Linked DNA regions of Mus musculus: all the other regions are linked to region 6. Evidence: chromatin contacts called from public Hi-C and HiChIP or PLAC-seq data. All regions are on one chromosome and are shown on one strand. The core of a region is the stretch at or near the end of the contact, and the rest is flanking DNA. Distances in the headings are between cores, read along the strand shown.

Evidence for each region. A called contact is a pair of places that touch in the nucleus more often than the background predicts. HiChIP or PLAC-seq counts read pairs in DNA pulled down with a chosen protein or histone mark.
Region 1: an HNF4G HiChIP or PLAC-seq map of pancreatic cancer cells shows a contact between it and region 6. The contact joins the enhancer-like site here to the promoter of Smim15 in region 6. A contact is called at or near these places in 1 of 115 datasets of contacts at active chromatin or transcription factors (pancreatic cancer cells) and 2 of 9 other capture datasets (adipose tissue and pancreatic islet).
Region 2: a Hi-C map of embryonic fibroblasts shows a contact between it and region 6, with 3 times the contacts expected there. The contact joins the enhancer-like site here to the promoter of Smim15 in region 6. A contact is called at or near these places in 2 of 39 promoter capture datasets (macrophages and neural stem cells), 35 of 484 Hi-C or Micro-C datasets (the AML12 cell line, B cells, the C3H10T1/2 cell line and 21 more), 27 of 115 datasets of contacts at active chromatin or transcription factors (CD8 T cells, bone marrow-derived dendritic cells, bone marrow-derived macrophages and 18 more) and 4 of 9 other capture datasets (adipose tissue, bone marrow-derived macrophages, liver and 1 more).
Region 3: an H3K27ac HiChIP or PLAC-seq map of thymic regulatory T cells shows a contact between it and region 6, with 5 times the contacts expected there. The contact joins the enhancer-like site here to the promoter of Smim15 in region 6. A contact is called at or near these places in 2 of 484 Hi-C or Micro-C datasets (bone marrow-derived macrophages and liver), 16 of 115 datasets of contacts at active chromatin or transcription factors (CD8 T cells, acute myeloid leukemia, bone marrow-derived macrophages and 10 more) and 4 of 9 other capture datasets (adipose tissue, embryonic stem cells, liver and 1 more).
Region 4: a Hi-C map of bone marrow-derived macrophages shows a contact between it and region 6, with 18 read pairs. The contact joins the enhancer-like site here to the promoter of Smim15 in region 6. A contact is called at or near these places in 12 of 39 promoter capture datasets (the 3T3-L1 cell line, the C10 cell line, cranial neural crest and 5 more), 12 of 484 Hi-C or Micro-C datasets (3T3-L1-derived adipocytes, the Ba/F3 cell line, the C10 cell line and 8 more), 12 of 115 datasets of contacts at active chromatin or transcription factors (acute myeloid leukemia, bone marrow-derived macrophages, cardiomyocytes and 7 more) and 4 of 9 other capture datasets (adipose tissue, liver, macrophages and 1 more).
Region 5: a contact with region 6 is called in a Hi-C map of embryonic stem cells, with 1.9 times the contacts expected there. The contact joins the enhancer-like site here to the promoter of Smim15 in region 6. A contact is called at or near these places in 8 of 39 promoter capture datasets (the HPC-7 cell line, the SN4741 cell line, embryonic stem cells and 3 more), 43 of 484 Hi-C or Micro-C datasets (the 3T3-L1 cell line, 3T3-L1-derived adipocytes, the AML12 cell line and 26 more), 31 of 115 datasets of contacts at active chromatin or transcription factors (CD8 T cells, acute myeloid leukemia, bone marrow-derived dendritic cells and 23 more) and 5 of 9 other capture datasets (adipose tissue, embryonic stem cells, liver and 2 more).

Annotation. Positions count from the first base shown.
Region 1 is chr13:108,228,082-108,232,206 of GRCm38.p6, forward strand. All of the region lies in intron 1 of Elovl7 (ELOVL family member 7, elongation of long chain fatty acids (yeast)), which reads left to right. Among named protein-coding and RNA genes, the nearest start is that of Elovl7, 16 kb to the left of the region's middle. Within about 2 kb of position 1,295, at least 52 of the 459 cell types and tissues checked have an H3K27ac peak or open chromatin away from gene starts, as enhancers often do. A contact at or near this core is called in pancreatic cancer cells, where this site is marked.
Region 2 is chr13:107,908,610-107,912,201 of GRCm38.p6, forward strand. No RefSeq gene overlaps it. Among named protein-coding and RNA genes, the nearest start is that of Gm41053, 13 kb to the right of the region's middle. Within about 2 kb of position 2,007, at least 13 of the 459 cell types and tissues checked have an H3K27ac peak or open chromatin away from gene starts, as enhancers often do. A contact at or near this core is called in embryonic fibroblasts and extraembryonic endoderm stem cells, where this site is marked.
Region 3 is chr13:107,855,511-107,859,144 of GRCm38.p6, forward strand. All of the region lies in intron 5 of Zswim6 (zinc finger SWIM-type containing 6), which reads right to left. Among named protein-coding and RNA genes, the nearest start is that of Zswim6, 33 kb to the right of the region's middle. Within about 2 kb of position 1,706, at least 16 of the 459 cell types and tissues checked have an H3K27ac peak or open chromatin away from gene starts, as enhancers often do. A contact at or near this core is called in thymic regulatory T cells, where this site is marked.
Region 4 is chr13:107,809,001-107,812,938 of GRCm38.p6, forward strand. All of the region lies in intron 5 of Zswim6 (zinc finger SWIM-type containing 6), which reads right to left. Among named protein-coding and RNA genes, the nearest start is that of Zswim6, 79 kb to the right of the region's middle. Within about 2 kb of position 1,296, at least 56 of the 459 cell types and tissues checked have an H3K27ac peak or open chromatin away from gene starts, as enhancers often do. A contact at or near this core is called in adipose tissue, bone marrow-derived macrophages and microglia, where this site is marked.
Region 5 is chr13:107,872,107-107,876,080 of GRCm38.p6, forward strand. All of the region lies in intron 5 of Zswim6 (zinc finger SWIM-type containing 6), which reads right to left. Among named protein-coding and RNA genes, the nearest start is that of Zswim6, 16 kb to the right of the region's middle. Within about 2 kb of position 1,440, at least 37 of the 459 cell types and tissues checked have an H3K27ac peak or open chromatin away from gene starts, as enhancers often do. A contact at or near this core is called in craniofacial prominence, embryonic limb bud, embryonic stem cells and 2 more, where this site is marked.
Region 6 is chr13:108,042,937-108,046,711 of GRCm38.p6, forward strand. Smim15 (small integral membrane protein 15) reads left to right here and starts at 1,538. Exons shown (of 3, transcript NM_001048250.2): 1 at 1,538-1,550; 2 at 3,489-3,632. It overlaps Gm41055 (a long non-coding RNA gene), which reads right to left and starts at 1,535. Exons shown (of 5, transcript XR_003950673.1): 1 at 1,270-1,535.

The sequences.
Region 1 (4,125 bases), core at 45-2,544, 180 kb after region 6:
ATTTTGCCCATTTTCCCTCTTCTCTCGCTTTCATGACTAGTAGCTGTTGAAGTTGGCTGATTCAGGGTTGTCTGTCATTCATCTTTCCTATCTTAACATTTGGCTTCTGCCTTGAGAGTCAGCCTTCTTTCCCTATCCTAAGCCATAGGGGTTTCAGTAGGGGCCATTTTGACCTGTCTAACACACTGACTGACTTCACTGCTTTATTCTCCCTTCTGGTTTTGTGATTCTATACATACTCTGCGTCTTTTCCACATTTCCTTTTCCTCTCCATCTCTGAGAGTCTTTCCCCCAGCACACTCCTTAAATAGTGATATTCTCCATGGCTCTATCCTTAGATAACCATCTTTCTCACACATCTGTTACTGGAGTTTTATCCCCAACTAGATCAGGAAGTCTTTTAAATCCACAGAACTTTCTTCTTGGACCTTCCTCCTGAACACCTGCTGAGCATCTCCACCTGAACGATGAGTAAGGTTGTCACACCATGGTTTCCCAATGTTCTGCTCTCTTAAAAACCTGTTTCTCTGTTGCTGTTGCTTATCTTACCTGGTAGCCCCAACCTTGGAAGCTTTCGTCATTCTCTACTGTGACTGAGTTACCAAACCCATCTATGTTGCTTCATGGATAGTTCTTGACTGTGCCCACTACGGTGACATATGCATTGCCAAGCTGTGCCCTTGTTGAGAGCTTTTACTCATTTCTCAGAGGTGAGTGCTGTTAGACTACACTTGCTCTTCTCTGCCATTGGGGCCACCACCCCCTTCTAGTCATCTCTCTCTTGGGCTACAGCTGAGACCTGTAGAGTCTGTGTTGCGGGAGTTGTTCTGTAGTAAGTGGGTTGTGAGTGTGGTGGAAGGTGGCGACGCGTGTGGGGTCTCAGTCACTTACTGAGCTTTTCAAAGAGGGGGAAAGTCCTTTGGGAAGGTCCCCATTGCTACAGCATCGTGTCACACTGTTAGTCTCCTCTCCATCCTCAGGAGGCTTATTCATTCTACTGCCAGAAAGTACCCAATCCCTACCATCCCTTAAGAAATAGTTCAGATCTCAGATCTGCCCACAAAGCTTTTTAAAAAACACTCACATCTTTAATAGTCTATTCACTGATACTTTCTGGATGACTGTATTGTCCCATGCTGGAAACAGGGTTCAAGAGAGGAGTAACATGAACACATACTGGAGGGCAGTGAATGAATACTTTTCAAACTACTTGAACTGCTCAAACCGTGGCGGTGGGCCATTGGGGATTTTATCTGTTTGTGTTTTCCTAGCCTGGATCAATAAATGGTCCTATTACTCAGAGTGACTAAGGGAGTTGCACCAGAGGTGACTCACCTCACCAACTCAGCAACACCTCAGCTAGTCTGAACCGACTTCAGCAAGTGTTTCATTCTTTCCTGTCACAGGGGTGTCAGATTTCTGGGAGCATCTCTAAATGGTTACCTTTGATTTCTGGACCTGGTTTCTGCCACAGTAGTAGCAGACAGTTTGCACATTCTCATCACCTCTGCTGTAAGCCACGATAGAAGAAGGGTCTGCACCAGGCACACTAATGGTGTTCCTGAATAGTTCAGCTAAAAGGGAAACCCAAAGCCTGCTACAACCTTAACTAGCCATGTGGTTAAAGCTTTATAGTTATGGGGGGGGGGGGGGGATTGAAGCATATCTTTATGGTGGGTCCTTTTGTGACTGATCCAGAACAAAAGAAGCATCATGGGGTGTGCTAGAAGGCAAGAGAGAAGGCTAGAGACAGTGGGCTGAGCTCCTTTGTTCAATCAACACCTTCACAATGGCTTGTGTTGTAGATTCTCTCTAGGCATTGAGATTTGAAGCAAGCACGGGTTTTGTAAGGCTTTCTCTTTCTCTCTCTCTTTTCTTTTCTTTTCTTTTCTTTTCTTTTCTTTTCTTTTCTTTTCTTTTCTTTCACTATAGGCTGTCTTAAATGAAACACTGGGCACAAAATAGTCCACTTAATCCTTATTAGATGACTCTGGTGGCACTGAAGAAAATGGAAAGCCGCCAAGTCAGGAAGTCTGGTTAATAAGTTACAGAAGCAATCCAGGTGAGAGATTAGTGTGGACCAGGCACCGTAAATGGAAGTGGAAGGAAGGAGAAAGGAGCTCACGGGAGAAAATACCACTGAGGCGGAATGAATCACAGAGTCTTTGGGGCTCAATAAAGTTTGGAGATGGCTGGCAATACTGTGATGGGTTATTGATCCAGGCCAATGGGAGAGTTCGTCATAAAAGAGGAAGGGGTTGGAGGTGCGGTCAAGAGTCTGATGCTATGCCCGTCATAATAGAATTCACTGGGCTTATATGCTTGTGAGTTGATGAGACAATCCCACCAAGTTTTTCATCCCAAACACTTGCCATAAGGCCTCGCACTTGGAACAGACTCAACAAATGGTTGCTAGGTTAAAACATTCAGTGTACTCATTTTTATTGCATCACAAAGTCAGTAGATCTAGACAGCGTACATTTATTAACATACCAGAAGTCCTGCTTGGTATGGCTGATTTCTCTGCTATGTTTCACTAGGCCCAAATCAAAGTATTGGCTTATTGGGCTCATTTTATCAATATTGTGCATTTATTTATCTGTGTGTGTATATATGTGCGTGCACGGACTCATGTATGCTGCAAAAACACATTCATATACATGTATGTATAGGTCAGAGGACCACTTGTAGTTAGTTCTCTGCTTCCTCTGTATGGCTTCCTGGGATGGTTTGGTGGCAAGTGCCTCGACCTTATGAACTATCTTCATCACCCCCCGATTCAGCTCCTGGGGGAACACTTCTGAGGTCAGCCACATTGCAGGGGCACTCTCCTCCTGTGTGGCTACAAGAGTCTTCATTTCCTGGGCAGTCAGAAAAGGGTAACATGTGTGTGTGCCTCTTTCTAATTTCTGAGTATTGGCCTGGAGTCTTGAGGGCATCAGTGATTTGTGCCTAGCCAGGCACAATACTTTTTTTTTTTTAAACTGCTTCTGTAATTACCTAGAGCTTACCATGGCAATCCAGGCTAATCTCTATTTTAAGACCTGTCACCTTAATTACATTGGTAGACTGTTTTGCCATGTAGCGTAGTCACGGGTTAGGCCATGAATACCTGTTATAAGGGAGCTTTGTTTTGTCTACCACAATGGCAATTATCTAATTGTGGAAGGATTATCATCACAGTTCTTAAATATGTGTACTTTGGCTTCTCTCATTTTTTCATGGAAGTACAAAGGTATCAGATTTTCTCTCTCTCTCTCTCTCTCACACACACACACACACACATATATATACATTTATATATACATACACACACACACACATATATATATGCAGAGAGAGAGAGAGAGAGAGAGAGAGAGAGAGAGAAAATGAATCATAGCCCTTCAGCTTCCATTCTTTCAAGCCATCAGACCATTTACCCATTCTGTGCGTCCATCTTTGCTTTATCTGTTCACTTAGTCATTCATTCATTCATTCATTCATTCATATACATTTTGATACTGACTTAAGAGTCTAGACTGCAGGTGAGGAAGGAGGGCATGTAATTCCATTGGTGAACTGCTTATACAGCGTGCACCAGGCTCTGAGTTCAATCCTCAGTCCAGTTTAGCTGGGTGTGGTGGTGCATGCCTGTAATCTGAGCACTTGAGAGATGGAAGCAGGGGATCAGAGGTTCAAAGTCATCCTTAGCTGCATAGCAAGTTCAAAACTAACCTGGACTAAATGACATGCTATCTTAAACAACAACAGGACCAAAAAAGATTCCAAGCTGGGTCCTGGGTTTGTATAATGAGGAAGAGAGTGAGCCGTAAGGAAAAATACCATCAGATGTCTGTTAGATAGTGTTTAGTATATTGAGGTCTATATCAAATTGTCTTTTTTTTTGTTTAGTTTTGCATTTTGAGATAGTCTCATGTGTCTTAGGCTGGACTTACACTTTCAGTGTAGCCAAAGATGATTTTGAATCCCTAATCCTCTTGTCTCTTCCTCCCTAGTATTAGAGATACAGGCATCTATTGTCCCTTCCAGCTATGCTAAGGTTTCTTAAAACCATGGTGTCTGGTTGTGATTTCACCCTGTGCCGATGAAGCTTTGTTCTCCAGCAGTAGATTACTGGTTTTT
Region 2 (3,592 bases), core at 757-3,256, 130 kb before region 6:
CACTCCGTATACCTGAGTGGCCTCAAACTCAACAGAGATCCAACTGCCTCCGCCTCTGAGTTCTGAGAGTAGAGGCCTGGGCCACCACCCCCCGACCATGTCTGTATCTTAGTAAGGGTTTGATACACAGGTAAATATTTTCCACAATCCCAAGCTTACTATTCCCACATTTCAACAATACAACATCTCACATCACACGAGGAGCACATCACAGGAGGAGCACAAAGGTTGCCCTGATGATTGATGTGAATACTGAGGTGGATTGATGCTTATCATTTGGTTTTCTTCTCAGTGTTGGGGGGTTAAATTCGGGACCCTATATATACTAGCCAAATATTCTATTACATTACACTTAGCTGTATATATATATATATATATATATATATATATATATATATACACACACACACACATATATATATTAAATGCTGTTGTGATTCGAACTCAGGGCCTCACACACACAAGACAAGTATTATGTCACTGAATTATACCTCCACTCCACAATTTACTTTTAAGTAAATGAAAACTTAAGGTGGACTGATGAAGGTTAGCTCCCCACAGCACCTCCCTTCCCACCTCCCCCCGTATGTGTGCGTGCATGCGCGCACTCGTGTGCGTGTGCATGTGTGTGCATCCCAGGTGGGCCTCATGCTAGAATAGGACATCAGGTCGCCCTAGAACTGGAGTTACAGATCATTGTGAGCCACCATGTTGGAGCTGGGAATTGAGCCTAGGTCATCTGGAAGAAAAACTGATGCTTTGAGCCACTGAGCCATCTCTCCAACCCCAAGAACGGTCACATTTTAATGGTAACATCTACAGGAAGGTGGGAGTCATACGGTTGTTCACTGTAAAGTTCTTCGCAGTTGGTGCACATTTGAAAGCCCTCACAATAGAGCGCATGGGAGGGTAATCAATGTGCCTTTGTGACCTGCAGACCCGCTCCAGTCATTTGTTAGATCCGAATGCTCCATTTCTAAATGCTATATTGTTAGCAGATTATAGAGAAGACAAAGACCGGGGTTGGGAGACTCTCCTATCTGACTTCTTTTCTTTCAAACCTGGTCTTTTTATCTGCGTGGACAAAAGAAGCCAGCAATGGTTACTATGAAAGGGGGGGTGGGGGAGGTAGAGGAAAGGACCTGCGACCTTAAAAACAACAACGCGAAGCTCCTCCCGTACACTATTGAATATCAAGAGCAGGCGCTCACTCCAGACTTTGCAGAATCGAGAAATTAATGAAACCTCAAGGCTGCATCCTCCGAGCCACTGAGGAATGATAATTACAGACAGTATTTCTGGAGCAGACACATAACCTTGGCTCCCAGGGTACCCCCTAAAGCACTCTAATAGTAGGCTATTTGTGGAAGGTTTTTCCACCTTTAATAACAGAGAAATAATGTTAGAAGGAAAGAAATCCCTTATTTAGCCACTGGGGTGTTATTATTGAGCCCCAGCTGAAGGCCTCCTTAAAAGCATCCATATGGTAAAAGAACACGCTTCCCCGTGAAATCAAAACTGAGCACATCAGAGACTTCGGAACATCTTTTTTCCTGGGTCTTAAAATGGATCTGTGCATATTTGTGGAAAACATTTTTATGATGTGCTATCTTCCAAAGTGAATGGTTATTTATAATTCATAAAAGGCCAGAGCACGGGAAAATTCTCCCCTTTTATTAGCCCTGTAAAGTTAGGCCAGCTGATCAGAACATATTACAGACATCAGCTTCCCCGTATGCTTCAAGTTTTTCTCTTCAGACTCAACTCGGAGAGTCAGCGCTGCTGAGTCTGTTCCTCCAAGGCTTGCGGGGTCCAAATCGCTTTTGATTAAATGTTAAATAAACAAAACATCACTCTCAGAGCCAATCTCTAAAGACACAAAAGGCAGAAATACTTGGAATGCTAAACATACTTTTAAAATGTCACATAGCCGTCTCTAAGAACGATGGTATGTTTTAAATAGATTTTCTTTTCTGTTTCTAGCGTTTAACTCGACTTCGGATATGGCCACCACATCACTTCCTTTCAGCTGGTCAAAGACTTGAGTCAGAGTCCCAACGGCATGAGCAAGAGTGACTTGAGCTAGTGATTGAGGGCAGTGAAGACTTGGACCCATTACAGGGACCCTGGTGCCAAGGGTTCCCACCCAGCTGCACCTGGCCGTCCCCCACAGGCTGTCCCCCCACAGGCTGTGATATCATCAAGAGTTATTTCCTTCAGAGTCCTGCTTCTTAGCTCAGCCAAGTGGTACCATGTCCACCCCAGTTGCTGGTGTGCCTCACAGCCAGCCACATACGGGAATGACACAGAGATGTTGGAGACCTCAGTTAGACCTGAAAATAGCATGTCTTTGCTTTCTTTGAACTTCCCTGCCCTCTAATATTGCAGATGAGCCCTGCCAACTCTGTTTTAGAATTAGATGGAGGGAGAAACTCCTTCTCTCTCCATCTAGACCTTTTAAATGCCTTAAAAATACGGGTTGCTCGCTGCCAAACATAGAAGGGCAGTTCATTCACTCCGTGGGGTTCTCTGGAAAGAACTGCTTTGCTGTCTATTCTACACCACACTCCTGCCCACAATCAATGATTTTTAATCATGTTTAACGTCTTACTGCACAGAGTAATTCTTTGACCTTGTAGTCTTTCTGGATAGCTGATACCGTGAAGCTGAAGTTAATGTCAAGGTTCCTTGCTTATGAGCAATTAAGAGTACCATCAGTATTGCTTGACCTAGGAAAAGAGACTCAGTCAGGAGGCTACCATTTCAAACCACACCACACCACTTGCCTTCAATGGGTGTGTAAGCTTTCTGTTCTTGCAACAAATGCTTGGAATAATCAAATAATAGAGTAAGACGATTTGTTTTGGCTTGTGATTGTCAAGGTTTCAGTGTGTGGTCATTTGCCTCCCTAACTCTGGGCTTTTGACAAGGCACAACATGACGGTGATGGCCCGTGGCCGAATATCCTCACTTCATTGACCAGAATAAAACAAAGAGCAGAAGAAAAAAGGTTGTGGCCCCAACAATTTCCTTCCAAGGTATGCTCCTGGAAGATCAGGAGACCTTCCACTAGGTCCTACCTCTTGACATTTCCATCACCTGCCAAAGATACCAAACTGTAGATAAAGCCTTTAATGTATGGGCCTTTGAGGGACATTGTACATTGAAACTACAGCAGAGGGAAAGACTGGCTAGGGTAGAATTCAATGTTTCTCTCCTTCTTACTAGTTAGTAGGGTCTCAGCTTCCAGAAAACAGTGTAGACATAAGGAATTGGGTAGTCAAGTTATAATAACCAAGCAGCCTTTGAGAGAGCATTCATCATCTTGAGATGTCTGCCTCAGAAGATCAGAATGGAGAGCTCAGCCATATGCCAACTGCCCCATGTGGTACCAATAGTAGGACTGGAAAATGCAGTATTTATTCAGAGGGTCATAATAACATCATCATGAAGTCACCCATCCACCCCAAAGTGGTTTGCATTTTATAAGCTTAGTCCGCAGAGAGAGGCACACCAGGATGAGTATGAGGCTGTATTCTTTTCCACCCTTACTGTTACTCAGCATAGCTAGCTAAGTATTGTTTGCTTTAAA
Region 3 (3,634 bases), core at 456-2,955, 190 kb before region 6:
AGAAACTGCCTCCTCCATGAGAACCAGCTGTAAAGCATTTTCTTAATTAGTGATCAATGGCGAGGATCCAGCCCATTGTGGGTGGGGCCATCCCTGGGCTGGTGGTCCTGGGTTCTATAAGAAAGCAGGCTGAGCAGGCCAGGGGAAGCAAGCAGGTAAGCAGCCGCTCTCCATTCATAGCCTCCACATCAGCTCCTGCCTCCAGGTTCCTGCTCTGCTTGAGTTCCTATTCTAACTTCCTTCAGTGATGAACAGCGACGGAAGCGGAAGCGGAAGCCAAATAACCTGCTCCTCCCCAACCAGCTTTTCCACCGTGGTGTTTCTTCATGACAATATAAACCAACTAAAACAATACCAAAACACTGATTTTACCTATCTCCCAGAATTCTAACAGTAAACCATCTTAAGTTCAAAACAGGAACACAGCACCTGGTGACGGGGTAGGGAAACTTAAGACTCAAAATAGACAAGGCCAACTTGTGAAAGGCCGGTAGGCAGCAGTAAGAATGTTGGCCTCAGACATAGTAAGAAATCAGTAAAAGATCTTAAACAGAGAAAGGACACCATCCTACATGCTTTTTAGATGACCTGGTCCAGACAGAAGACAGTTCACTGAAGAGCAGCGGGAAGGGCAATAAAAGGCTCTACAATGACCCTTCTGTCGCCACTGGACTTAGGGAAGGCAACAAGACTGATGTCAAAGGGAGATGTTACCAACAAAAGCTATCAGGGGTGGGGAAATTAGAAGTGGTGAGGCAGTGATAACTTCCTGGTTTGAATAACTCAGGGGATGGTGGTAGTGCTCACAGAACCAGAGAGCAAGCAGAGAAAGACAGATTTGGGAGAAACCGAGTTAAGCACGAATCACAAACGGCTAAGTAAGGAACGATAACACAGTGAACAGCTTTGGACTCCGTGAGTCCGTTCCTCGGGAAAGTAAACATTTGAAGCTGGCACACAGCTTCTTGACAGGCGATGAGCTGAAAAGGGCCCAGGAAAGTATCCAAGGGGGAGCCTTACTGAGAAGGCTAGGGTAGCCAGGAAGTAAGATAAAAATCAGAAAGCTTGGGTTTAGGAAATTCAAGGAAGGACTATGTTACTAGAGTGGTCTTGCAGTCAGTCTTGCGGAGACCTGTCTGCTTCTCACAGCAAGATCTTAAACGGAGAAAGCCCCACTACCTCCAGCACCAGTGCACGTCTATGGGTCAGAGGAGGAGAGGAACGTGGACTACAACAGGAGAGCAGAATGGAGAATATGAGGTGCGTGTGATAAGTCAGACTTAAATACAGAAATGAAAATAAAAACAGGATGTTGAGAGAAAATAATGGGATTAGAAAGGCTAATGTCAAAGAAAAAACTGTGAATACTGAGAAATGACCCTCTGTGTTAAGCACATGCTCTACCCTTGAGCTACATCCCAGCCCAAAGAAGACTGCCTAATCTAAGAGATTTTTGTCATTTAATTCATTTAAATCATTCATGCCCAACAACACACAGAGAAAAATAATCCTCCTTTCAACAATGTCCTAGAAATACGGGGAGCAAACGGGCAGTGCTGAGTTCTAAGGACAAGGACGGTTTGCAGTGGTGTGGAAAAAGCACAGCAATCATGCAGTGAACTCATGAACTAAGGCTCCACCTCTTCAGCAGACACAGGGGAGTTCACTTAGAAGATCTGCTCACATCTGACCCACAAGGGAATTTTTAGGACACTCATATCGAAATAGAATGTGGAATTGAAAGTTCACAGGGCCAATGTTCGCTCACTAACCTGTAATACGCTTTCACAACATAATCAGATGAGACTAATGTGTGCTTCCAGTAGGTTAACTTCCTGTGATCTGTCTATGAAGTAAAGGTTTCAGACATACCTCGAAATAAAAAAATTAAAAAAAAAAAAAAAAAAAGCTGACTGCATGGATGGCTTAGTGACTCGCACCCCTTGAGGATCATATAGAGCACACCTAACGGTCTTGTCTTGAGGCAAAAGGTTTAACAGACCGCCCTGATAATTGCTCCCTGGACACTCTGACACCACGTGATCCTGAGATACAGATTCCTATAGAAATCTCACCTAAAAGGAAAATGATAACCATCTGGCCATCTTTTCTAACGAGACACAACTGCTGGTAATTACCCAAGAGCTAACAAGGCAACTAACAAGTACTAGCTAACAGTCCTAATAATCTGAATAAAAGCCGCAGGTAAAAGTGTTAACAAATTATTGACACACCACTGTGCAATAGAATTGTAAACTTTTGGTTGTGCTATAAAACCGTGTCAACTTTCAAATCCAAAAGTGGGATTTTTATTTCTGAGAAATGTTTTTATACCTTCATAATAAACACAGAAGGCTAGAACAACCATCATTAGTTTTAAGAGTCTAAAATACAAAAGAGACATCTCAGTGGCTTAAAGAGAAGAAAATGTTATAAACTAAAAGAAATACAGAACGGGGTGGCGGCGAACTCCAGACGCCAAGTGCAGCGCTCACACCTGCCACCTCACTACTTGGGAGACTGAGACAGGAAGAGCAAGCGGGAGTCCAGACCAATCTTTGGCTATCTATGTTTAAAAAAAAAAAAAAAAAGTCTCAAAAAACTAAATAAAAATAAAATCCAGGAACGGCAAGGAAATTTATACAAATCTAGATATAAGTCTAAACAAAACAAAACAAAACAAAAAAAACTGAATCACTCAGTAAAATCTTTCCACTGTCCTAAACTCCTCCAGGTGACAGCAGCTGCAGATACTTCACACTCTCTCCTCCAGGTGACAGCAGCTGCAGATACTTCACACTCTCTCCTCCAGGTGACAGCACCTGCAGATACTTCACACTCTCTCCTCCAGGTGACAGCACCTGCAGATACTTCACACTCTCTCCTCCAGGTGACAGCACCTGCAGATACTTCACACTCTCTCCTCCAGGTGACAGCAGCTGCAGATACTTCACACTCTCTCCTCCAGGTGACAGCACCTGCAGATACTTCACACTCTCTCCTCCAGGTGACAGCACCTGCAGATACTTCACACTCTCTCCTCCAGGTGACAGCACCTGCAGATACTTCACACTCTCTCCTCCAGGTGACAGCACCTGCAGATACTTCACACTCTCTCCTCCAGGTGACAGCACCTGCAGATACTTCACACTCTCTCCTCCAGGTGACAGCACCTGCAGATACTTCACACTCTCTCCTCCAGGTGACAGCACCTGCAGATACTTCACACTCTCTCCTCCAGGTGACAGCACCTGCAGATACTTCACACTCTCTCCTCCAGGTGACAGCACCTGCAGATACTTCACACTCTCTCCTCCAGGTGACAGCACCTGCAGATACTTCACACTCTCTCCTCCAGGTGACAGCACCTGCAGATACTTCACACTCTCTCCTCCAGGTGACAGCACCTGCAGATACTTCACACTCTCTCCTCCAGGTGACAGCACCTGCAGATACTTCACACTCTCTCCTCCAGGTGACAGCACCTGCAGATACTTCACACTCTCTCCTCCAGGTGACAGCACCTGCAGATACTTCACACTCTCTCCTCCAGGTGACAGCACCTGCAGATACTTCACACTCTCTCCTCCAGGTGACAGCACCTGCAGATACTTCACACTCTCTCCTCCAGGTG
Region 4 (3,938 bases), core at 46-2,545, 230 kb before region 6:
TTGTTTTTCATCCATGTCAAGTACCATCGTATAAAACAAGACAACACCCAAGTCATCTCAGATTCTAAATAATTATTTTCAAGAAAAAAAAAAAAAACAGACCAAAGTTTCTTGGAGAAAGGGCTAGAACAAAGAACATGGAAAATTTAGTACCAGAAATAAAGTTAAAAAAAAATTAGGAAACTGTTACAACATGGGAAAGCCCCACCACCACCACCCCATGACCAAGCTACAACTATCTGAAAAGCAAGACAGCAAAAATAACAGATTCTAAATAAAAAAATTAAGTAATCTATGGGTCCGTACTGACCTAACCAAACTACTGAATAAATGAACAGGGGAGAGTGGACATGTCTTCCTTACAAAACATTTCGATTGGGCAGAGAGACTTGGGGGCGTGGGTAAGATCACAAGGACACCAAAGCAAACTGGTGCCGGCATGAAGCTGACGATAAAATTACTGAGTGAGGAAGTATAACATTCAAATAACCTCAGAGTATTCCCTCTCCAAATATTTGTGGACATCTATCGATTTCAGCACATATCTACAAAGGCTTTGGTAATCCTCCCACTTGTAGGGAGAACTTAATTTCCCCCTTCACTTGGGTGTGGCTGGACTCTTCTATTATAGAAGCATAAATATTCTTAAAAATTACTAAGAAAGCAGATGTGCACTATTTTCACTAGAAAACAATAACTATGTGAGGTAATATTTGTCAGGTACCCAGATTGAGTCATTTAACAATATACATATACTTTACAATGTCATAATCTTTTTAAAAAGACTTTAAAGAAAACATGAAAGGGGAAATGTAGTTAACTCTAAGGTGGAAAACCCTGGCATGGATAAATGATGTATCAAGAAGTCTTTTTGGTATCATCCACACCCTGACATAGTCAGAAGTATACAAATTTAAATTCTATTGTATGTTTACAAAAAAAAAAGTGCCTCAATCCAATATAAAAGGATTAGATAAATTGAGAGATCACTTTCAAAACATGTAACCAGTCAGTGTCAGGATCGGGGTTGCTCCACAAGTGGGAGGAGCTGAACTGGGATTCCCAGCACACACCTAAAAGGCTGGGCAAGGAAGCACGGGCATGCAGATCAGGAATGGTGAAGATGGAAAGCACAGACAGACGGGTCCTGGGGAGCTACAGGACTATCTGGTCTGGCCTTCAGAGCCAAGTTCTAGGTCCGTGCAAGAGGTTTAGGAGACATGAAGACTATGCAATATAGAACCCCGAGCTTGTTCTTCAAGTGCATAGAGGAATTAGTAAAAGCAATGGGGAACTTAGAACAGAGTCTGAGTTGACTACATCATTGTGCCAAGGTAATTGCTTGCATTTTGATAAAAGGACTGTAGTAAATAGCTGTATAAAACTGAAGAACTAAGGCCAATGGAGACAGCAAAACCAAGCCGTAACAAGTTTTAAAGAGCTTCAGCCCTTCCTACAGATCTCCTGAAATGAAAGGAACAAACTTTTAAGCAAAACTCAGTTTGGCTTCTAAGTAACAATGCAGACCATCCAGTAAGTTACTCCACGTCTGGTACTCTCACTTCCTGATTCTAAGACATTTCTGCCACAATGCCAAGTTTCTTTCTGAAAGGCCTTAAGGAAGCTCAGGTTTGCCCTAAACAGGAACCGAGCCCCAAAGCCCCTCCACTGTGCAGTTGTGAGCAGGCTAAGTCACTCGTAAGCCAAAGTCCTCCTTATTGATCACAATGAAAACCCTGCACTACTAGGCAGATGCTCAGCCTCGGTCAGGGAAGCAGGGCAGTCTAGAGTGGCAGGAGCTTCCAACCATGGAGCCTGGAAATGGACTTCTTGGAACCACATTATCCTTAAACAAACAAACTTCAACTCAATAAATAAAATTACAGATAGCCGTAAGAAATACACCCTGCCACTCAAGTTTTCCCAAAATGGCCAAGGCCAAACGGTCCTGGAGCTCCTCCCTGCTGCACTCGGTTCTCCCAGGAATGCACGTTTCGCCCTGGCCCCAGGCTTTGCGCTGCATTCTGCTCCCTCCACAGTGGTCAGAGCACTGTTTGCTCGCCCTTTGGGAGTCCTGTAAATATTTAGCAAAAACAATCAAATGGTTATGAAGCTCAAACATTCATAAGCTTATCAACATGTGTTAAAACACCCCCTCGGTGCTCCCTTTCCGACATGGCAATAATTCCTATTCCACCCCTCCCAGGCTTTGAGGAAGGAAAATGTAACATAGATGCTCCAGGCCCAGGGACCAGTGTTAGAGGATTCCATGAGTTCCCTGTGTGCTTCTCTGCAGGTGGCATTTCAAACAGAGAATGCCACAATATCCTGTCTATACCTGCTACTCTCTATTCCTATTGATGTTGTAGTTTTCTCAAGTTACTTTAGTATCTCTAGCCAAAGCAAGCATCAATGAGTTTCAATTTCTACCTATGGCCTTAACCTTTCTCTTCATTCCTCTGCCAAATACGGCCCTCTCTGTTAATCCCATTCACGACCTCTCTAAAACACAGTTACCTAGACTCCACTGCCCCTCACACACACAAAAGTATTCATTCTCTTCTGTGCACCAACGCACTTTTTGCACATTCTTCTTACCACTGTTAGCACAAACACTATAGTGAATTGTTTATGCGCCTGCCTGGTTCAGTGGGCAGTAAGCTGGCTCATTCATCTTTGTGTCCGCAGTACCTACCAGGACCAGGCACATGGCTGGTACACAGTAAATATTCTCTCAACTGAATTGAATACAGTAAAAAAATTCCCATTTACTCACCCAACATAGCTTTGGGTCTGAACACGCTGAGCATTCGTGATGGGACATGTTTTAGACAGCAAAAGTGACATCAGGCAACCCTTTATACTCTGAGATCTACAGGGAAAGGAATTTTAAAAGTAGCTTAAGTTCTCCTTTCTTATGACCTTGGGGCCAAGAGAGAAGAACCTGAACGTTCTCCACGTGGTAAGCACGCTGCTGATGGCTAGAACATCAATGACAAACTTCTTCCAGCCTAAGGATGTCAGAGAGGGTGGCCTACACACATTTCCTAGAGCCATAACTCTCTTCACCCTATGCACAAAACTTTTCTTTTTTATTTCATCCTTTTTCTTTTTCTTACACCAGTGAACAGCATGTAAGAGTCTGCTTTTTTATTTCTCAAAAATCTGAAAAGAAATCCGGGAGCTGTGCCAAAGAGTTGTCAATTTTCAAACAAGATTACCCTACCAAGTCAGTCATCTTGCTTCTTCCATTAGGAACGAGATTAAAATAGAATTACACTTTCAAACGTGAGCACAGCATGTTAAAAGCCACTAAGCTTTTTGTGTCTTTAATATATACTAGCTTTTTTTCCCTTTCATTTTCCCCCAGCAATAAACAAATCCGGAGCATAGTGTCTACCCGCAGACATCTCTCCTTCCTTCCCAGGCTTCCTGATTTGAGAACAACTATTCCAGTTACAGAGCAATGACCAGGAGTCCAGGGCAGATAGGCATTTAATCTCTATACTGGATATGTAAGTGAAAATAAAACAAAACAAAACAACAACAAAAACCCCAAAAGTACATGACTTAAACAAACAAACAAATAAACATTGGATAACCTGTCACAGACCTTTTAAATTAGAACAATGACTCAGAAAAAGTTTATCCTTACCTAGCCAAAATGCTATGTATTCTATCCATGAGCCTTGAATCCCATCCCTAAATAAATATTCCTAAGTACGTGTACACATAGACCGTGATACAACCACAATGCTTTAATTTAGTACTATTCCCAATGAGAGCACCAAAGGAAACCAACTCAAGTGTCTCCCAGCAGTGCACTGAATAAACAACACAGTAGAACTAAGATAGTATTAAACAGCAAAGGAGAGGTTCCAAGCAACATAGATGAGCATACAATATGGGTAAAAGCAACAAGCACGAGGCAGTCCCAT
Region 5 (3,974 bases), core at 190-2,689, 170 kb before region 6:
TGGAGATGGCTAAGTTGAAAGAATGGCAACTCACTAATTTAAGAAGATACGGGAAAGCGCAAAAGCTGAGACTGGACGTTACCTAGAAAGACCCATCTAATCTTCCTCTTCAAGGACATCTGCTAAAAACAAGGGAAACCCAAGGCTGGCTTGTGTGAGCTTGGCAGACCTTTAAGGCGGTAATCTGATAGCAATAGAGTGACGGGGCAATGAGCCTCCATCACAGAACTGCTCACAACCTACAGTGCCCAGAGCCCCTCCCTTTCCTGCGGCACCAGCACTTCTGTTACACTGAGCGCCTTGAAGCATCTCCTCCAAACACTGCTACCATGTCTTCTCCTGAAAACCACGCTCTAATGAAAACGAGGACATGGGACGTTTTTCAAGCCAAATTCACAGTGTCACCAATGTTAACTGTAACTACTATATTTCTGTTAAGTCTAACAAAGAACAGAAGATATCTTAAACTAAGCACAGTATCAGCTCCAAGGAGCAACAAGGTACTACATCATGAATGGGCCATATAACCCCTACTTTGTGTAAAGATGGCTGCCACAGCATATTCAGCAGTCAGGAGACACTGTTCAAGCAGCTGTAAGATGATAAGCATTAGGGACAACGCTCAAAGACAACTCGACCTGACACATGGGACTCCTGGGGTACAGGTCCACAGCGGGCTGCCTGGTGCTACTGCTGCATAAGGATCCGGGCATCTCACGCACAGAGTAAGATGCCTTCTCAAGTGGGTAGAAACGTAAAAACCATGCTCGTAACACAAAACTGGCACTCCAAAAGTGGAGAGATTTATACAAATTTCAAATAAACGCTGACCCAATCCTGACCCCCACATACAATAAGACACTAGAAAAAGAGGCTGTTCTTCCAAGACTACCTCTAACAGTAGTAATTTCTAACAGAAAGAACTTTATACAGCAGATGCTTGGCTAGGATTTCTTACATCCATCACTCTGGCCTGCTACTTTTCTGTTTGATTAATGAGGGTGAAAAGATTAAAATGATTGGGGGTGGGACTGAAAAGGAAAAGGCAAGAAAAAACACTACTCCATGCAGACTGGAATTAGCCCACACTGTCCCCTGCAAATGGCACTATCGCAAGCCAGTGTCTACTCTGACCAAGCAGAACTGCATCAGAACTGCGGGACAGAGAAAGGAAGTGAGCTCTGGGCAAGAGTGCCACCCATCCCTCAGACCTCCCATTCACTTGCAACCTACAACTGGAAACTGGTTGCTCTTTCCCAATGTGTCAGTTTCTCAACCCATATCAACCAAACCCACATTCCAATGCAGCTAACAGTGTGGTAAGGTACTTAATATATACAAAGAATAGGGAGCTCTCATTGTCTAGGACAGTCTAACAGTGGTGGATGCAAATATACCTTCTGGGGAATTTGGGAGTAGCTCCAAGTGACTACAAATGTAAAACACGGAAATACCTTTCATGTTATTCATGTCAGAGGGGTGGGGTAAGGATAGATGAGGCAGTGCCTCCTTCTGGACAGTCAGGAAAACTAGTTCTATGGCAAAATATCACTTCTTTCTTTGAATCAACAAGCTTTTACTGAGATATCCAACTATGTGTAGCTGTCCTAGGACCCAGGGCTAGAAACACACAGACAGACATATACACACTGCACTCATGGGCCTTACAATCTAACAGGAGAAATGGGAGGGGAGAGACCACCAAAAAAAAAAAAAAATCATTAAGGTTTCAAAGGAAAGGTTTTTTATTTGTTTGTTTGTTGCCATAACTAAACAAGGTACTAACTATGCAAAGAAAGGTGCCCTAAGTGGCAGAGCAGCTTGGGCACACTCAAGGACAAGAGAAATATTAATGCAAGAGGCACATGAGGATCATGGGGAGGGCCATGCTGTGACCTGTGGACCTATGAGCAAAAGCAGGCCACTGAAGGGTCTACAAAAGGTTGATGCAAACAGCACCCTACTGGCTACGATACGTGCAGAATCTAAGAGCTGATCTCCACCTGTTCAAAGATTATATATGCACACTCATTGCATGTGCGTGCGTGCGTGCATGCGTGTGTGTGTGTGTGTGTGTGTGTGTGTGTATGTGGGTGTGGGTGCATGTGTGTGTATGGTCTGCTCTTACATAATCACGAATAAATCCAAGTACAGAGCAACTCGAGTTTTAAAGAGCTTTGTGGTATAAAATAATTGAGAAAAGCCACTAACATAGCAGCAAAGGGGAAATGCATTAACATTATACAGCTAGAAAGACTGGAGGTGAGATCCCAGGCTCCATCATCATGGCTTTCCAAGACACAGACACATAAAAAACACCCAACAGAACTGAGAAAGAAGTTGCCAGAGCAAAAGTGGTCCATGGAAGGGGCACAACCAAGACAGACTGGGCAAACAAAACTGGCAACCAGTCCATTTCTGGATAACCCACCCTGTTGTGAGCCAAACTTTGGAAATACATCCATACTGCTAAATTCTTGCTCAAATAGAATTAAAAAAAAGAAAAAAACCCCTCTGGTAAATCTTATTATACTTCAAAACTAAGTCTAAAAGTTTCAAGAGAAAGCCATCCGTGTTTTATAGATAAGTTTAACAAACTATTTATGTTAACCAGCCAATGTATCTTCAAAATGTACAAGATCTTATGGATGTCTTGAAGTTGTGCGCTTTTGCAAGTGGTCGCTGGGAGGGAGTTGTCAAAAGACTAAGTTTAGTTTTCCAAGTTTGGTTTGGGTTTTCTTTGAGGGCTGAGGGGAACTCGGTCAAACCTTGTGGCTGTTGCAAAACTCAGTTCTCCTGCTTCAGACTACCTAGGTATGACAGAGTCTTTACAAAAAGTGAAACAGCAAGTAAAAGGGCAAGGGCTCTCTTAACTCTACAAAGGTACACATACTGCCAAGGCTCCCCTGGGTAACCCACAAAGACTTTTCTGCATGGGAATGAGCCAGGCTTACCTACTCAAAGGTGTAACCACCCAATAAATGAACTGCTTTCAGAATAGGTTTTGGGTCAGAACTAGGAGAAAAGACCTTTCCAACCAGACGGAACAAAGAGGCTTTACACAACAGTCTAGTACCAGAACCCAACCATCTACCCAGTATTCATATTCTTACTAAGTCACAGCAACACATACTCAGAAAATTGAAGAGAAATAAATAGTTGGAACTTACATACCCCGGGCCTGGCATACCATCTATCATTCATTTAAATGACAGTTTCCATGTCTGCAATACACACACGGACTGATACTATTGATAGTTGGCTGTCCTGGATTTAAAATTCACCAACATTTTTTTTCCCAGACTACCAGGTTCATCATTCATTCCTAAGAAGATTTTTGTACAACTGGCAAACTCAGGCGACCTCAGAACCACATGTGGTGGAATATTTTTACATTTGTTAGCACCCTGCCTTTCAGTCCATTTGATTAGCTAACTGACGCTCCCCTCATCAAAGATGCATAGAACTCTGAAATCTGAGATTTAAGAGCAGGCATACTGATTTCTCATAAGAAACTGCCATTCGTTTCCTGCAGCTTTCACATTAAAAATGAATTCCATCGCTGAGTTCTCAAGTTCGGCTCATCTCTTCACTAACTGTAGAATCTCACAACCTACAGATCTACTGACCTTCACTGGACAGAGAGATCATGCTTCACCCCCAGTAGAAACCCATTGCACCTACATAATCTACCAGATTGTGTACTACAAAGGTACTCTGGAGCAAGAACGAGTGCCAGGCACCAGAGTGGGGGAGCACCTCTGTAATCCCAGCACTCAGGAGCTAAGACAGGAGTACTGAGTTTGAGGGCAGTCTGAACTACAGTCAGGCCCATTTTAAACACATTTTTAAAAGACATTTAAAGTTTTAGATGTGCTCAATATTGCTTCGTAACAGAAATTCAAATTTCAACTGTTCGGAGGGCAAGCTGAAAGACACTGCTCCAACAACTGTAAAGAGTTAAAAGGCAAAAG
Region 6 (3,775 bases), core at 288-2,787:
CAGAGACTAGAAAGCTGACCTCGCCATGGAACAGTCAGCCCATGGTTTGGGAGCCTATCTTACTTATCATCTTTGGTTAAGGTAATGCAGGCCCCAGTAAGGCTGTCCTCCATGGCAACCTCTATGCTGTTCTTGGGCTTGCACAGGCCTGCCTAATACACCAGAAGAGAGAGCCCTAAAATCTGAGTGTGAAGGCTAGGTCTCCAATAGCCAAAGAAGCTTGCTGCTTTCTTTCTCTCCGTTGTAAGTGTGTGTACTGTGCACGATTAGGCTGGTGCACCCCCTCCTCAGTTCCTTCCTTACGGTACTGCTTCCTTTTATTCCCAAGACTTGCGGGGACCCTGGGTCCTTTAGAGATAAAACAGAGCAACACACTGGGAGGCAGAACTTGTGAGGAACCATCTACTGAAGTGAACATGTCACGGATACAAGCCGGTTATGGATACAAGCCGGTTATGGGTACGCTTGTTTGTACAGGTTTTAAGCAATCCTTCAGGCTTTCACACAAGAATAAGAAAACCACGGCTGCCATTACAATATGCAGCCATTAGCATATACCCGGGTAGCAGTATTTTAGATCCTTAGATTAGCTGCCAAAGTCTGCTCCTTGGTAAATAATGGTTACTGTTGTTATACTCTAACTACTCATACATGTCTCGGCTTGCTCCTCAAAGGGAACGCTCACAGTCTCTCAGGAATAAAAACTTGCTTTATTTGGCACACAACAGCGAGGAGGTCTTGCAACATTCGCCAGAGGCAGTCAAACAGAGCAAGTAGTTCAGGCAAGCAATCACAAAATTTGAGCACCAACCAAACCAGAGCTAATCTTTCCGTCCCTGTAGATTAGGAGACCCATTTAACGCACCCCTTTCTGCTTGTTGACTTTTTGAAGTCCTTTATTTATGTATTGCGATCTCTATGCCCTGACAGTTTAATTATTGACAGTTTACTTTGGGGCAAGTATCGACCATTCCTTTGTGAAGTAAGTTAGGCTCTTAAATGAAAAACAAACAACGGAACCTCTTTCCCACAGCGTGGCAGCATTTCCCCCTGCTACCAAGGTTCACTGGACACATCCCAGCCGGGCTGCTGCTTGGCCAAATCTTTAAATATTTAACTATTGTTCAACTCTACAGCATGAGTGAGGGGCGAGTTAGGGAACACGCCAGTCCTTCCACGGCCTCGAGAAGGCTCTAAGGAGACTGCGGGGTCCCCCTCGTGTCTAGCTGCGGCTCTCTGGGCTGAGAGTCCCCTGGACGAACTCCTCACCCACTCCGTCTCCTCGCCGGCGTCCCACGCAGGACGCGAGGCCACGATGCCCCACCTGCAGCGCACACGAAGCGGCGCGCGGCAGCATCCCCGACCGCGGACACGAAGCCTCCGCGCCTCGCCTCGCCTCGCCGCGCCGCCCCTCCCCGCCCTCCCGCTATGGCTCTAGACATTGCGCCGCCGGAAACCCGCCCGCCACTTCCTCATCCCGCCCCGCCCCGCCCCGCCTTCGGGCGGGACCTGAGCGGAGCGGCTTCCGCTTTCCACTTTCCTGCCTGGCGGTGAGTGGGAATGGGAGCGGGGATCCCCTAGGGCTGCGGTGGCTTGCTGTAGCCTAAGCTGAGCGTGTGGCCGGGCTCTCCCGGCTCTCTGAGCTCCTGACCGCGGGTCCTGCCCGGCTTCGCTCGGCGGGGCGGCGTCCTTAGCCGGTGAGGCCGACTGATGGCCGTGGACATGGCCCGGGGCAAGGAGAATGCTAAGCGGGGAAAGTTAGGAGAGAAGCTGTAAGTCTAGAGACGCCTGGTGCAGCTCCGGGTCCCCTAGGCTTTGTGAGGTGAAGGAATGTGCCTGAAAGTAAGGCGAGGATGTTTTGGTGCGAGACTGAGGTGCTCTCGAGATGTGTGGCCTGTGGACCGTAACTTTGCCATAGCCTAGTCATCAAGTCGCGCTAGTCTTATTTGCAAAGTTGGGCGGATTTCGCAGACTTGTATTTAGTTCGTTACTGGACTCGAGAAAGATCGATCTTTCTTGGACCTTCCTGCAAACTGGTTACAACTGGGCGAGGGCGTAGCGACAAGGGACTGGATGGTTAACGTCTCCAGAAAGTTTAATGTGCTGAAAGTAGGGGCATGGTTTCTGATACAAATACGGAGATAGCATGGGGACATGGAAGTTAAATCCAGTGATAGTTTTCTTGATGTGACGGGTTGTGGGTACCATAATTATTTTGGTAATTCTTTATTTTCTTGTAAGGTACATTAATTGAACTACAGACCACAAAACCTTTAAAGAGCAAAGCATAGTGTTTGACTTTGTAACGATGTACCCAATCCAACGAATAAATGAGGATTCTTAAGTACAAGCAGTTTAAATTCTTGGTTGGTCAGCGGTGGAGCATCTGTCTACTGTGCTCTACTAGGCTTTGGGTTGGATCCCCAACAGTAGACGCAAAGATTAAAAATCTTTATGGGTATGGTACCTGTAACATGTCAGCCAGCCAGCTTGATTTTTTTTATGTTAGTGAAAGTCATTATTATTCAGACAAAACTTTAGTACTCAAATAATTTACGTAGAATACTTGGCTTCTACGAATTAGAACTCTTATTTTGGGACATTTGCAGTTGTAATTTAGGGAGAAATAGGTGTTAAGAGGCTATACTATTATAGAAAGATGTTTTTACTTGTTTGTGTTTAGAGGAGAATTTAGAGGTTTTTTTTTTTTTTTTTTTTTTTTTTCCATTTCTAATCTTACTGTAAAGGTATCTTTTATTCTCCTGTTGTAATTGTCATCTTTGAGGCTTACTGCTCAGTCTGCTAACCCAGGCCTAGTCCCGGAAGCTTCTAGCCTCCACACAATCTTATCTAGGCCTAGAGTGTTTTCAGCTTCTGAGACTTATTGCTGAAAAGCGCATCCTTTCTTGTTCTTCCTGTGTGCTGGCTAACTCACTTACTCAGCTAGCTGTTCTAGCTCAAACTCCTCGCCAAGTTGACTGATTCAATCTGGCTTCTCTTTCTCCTCTTCTGAATTGCTCTGCTTGACCTCAGACTCTAGCAATGTGTTCTGCTCTTCTGGCTTCTCATCCTCTGGCTCATTGTCTTCACCTGTGTCTAGCTTGTTCTCTCTCTCCAGCCTGTCTCTGTAAAACTCTCCTGGTAAAACTGCCTTCTCCTTTCTTCTTTCTCTGTGCTGCTCTCTTAACTAGCCTCTTTTTCCTCTTTCCTCTTTTGAGGGCTGGGCATATCCTGTATCAAATCTTTCTCTGATTCATCACTTTGACATCACTTTCAAATATGGTGCTTCCTTCTACAAACTAACTTTACCTTGTTTGGGATTAAAGGTTGTATACTAAGGGCGTGTCTGCATTCCAGGCAGAGGGACCAAAGGTGTGTGCTAAGGAGCGGGGAGGGCACACTACAGCACAATCTTGGGGTTCACAGTGTGATCAAAATATCCTGCAACTATCTTACAATAGTTATGACTTGATTGTCTTCTTTTCTAGCTCATCCATGTATATGTATATAGAATTTAACCCCCTCCACATCGTATGGTCAGACTGAAGAAGACATAACCAACAATCGTCTGAATTCTGACTGACTCACTGATAGTCCCAGGGGAAAATTAGAGGTCACTACTCTAACATAAGGTAAATGGTTTTTAAAAATCTTAGCTTGAGACTTTAGGTGGCTGTAAATACACACAAACCTTCCCTAAATGCTGGCATTGTAATTCAACCTGTAATTGAAACAGGTTGCTAGAAACAGGAACAATATAGGAAATGCCACTCAA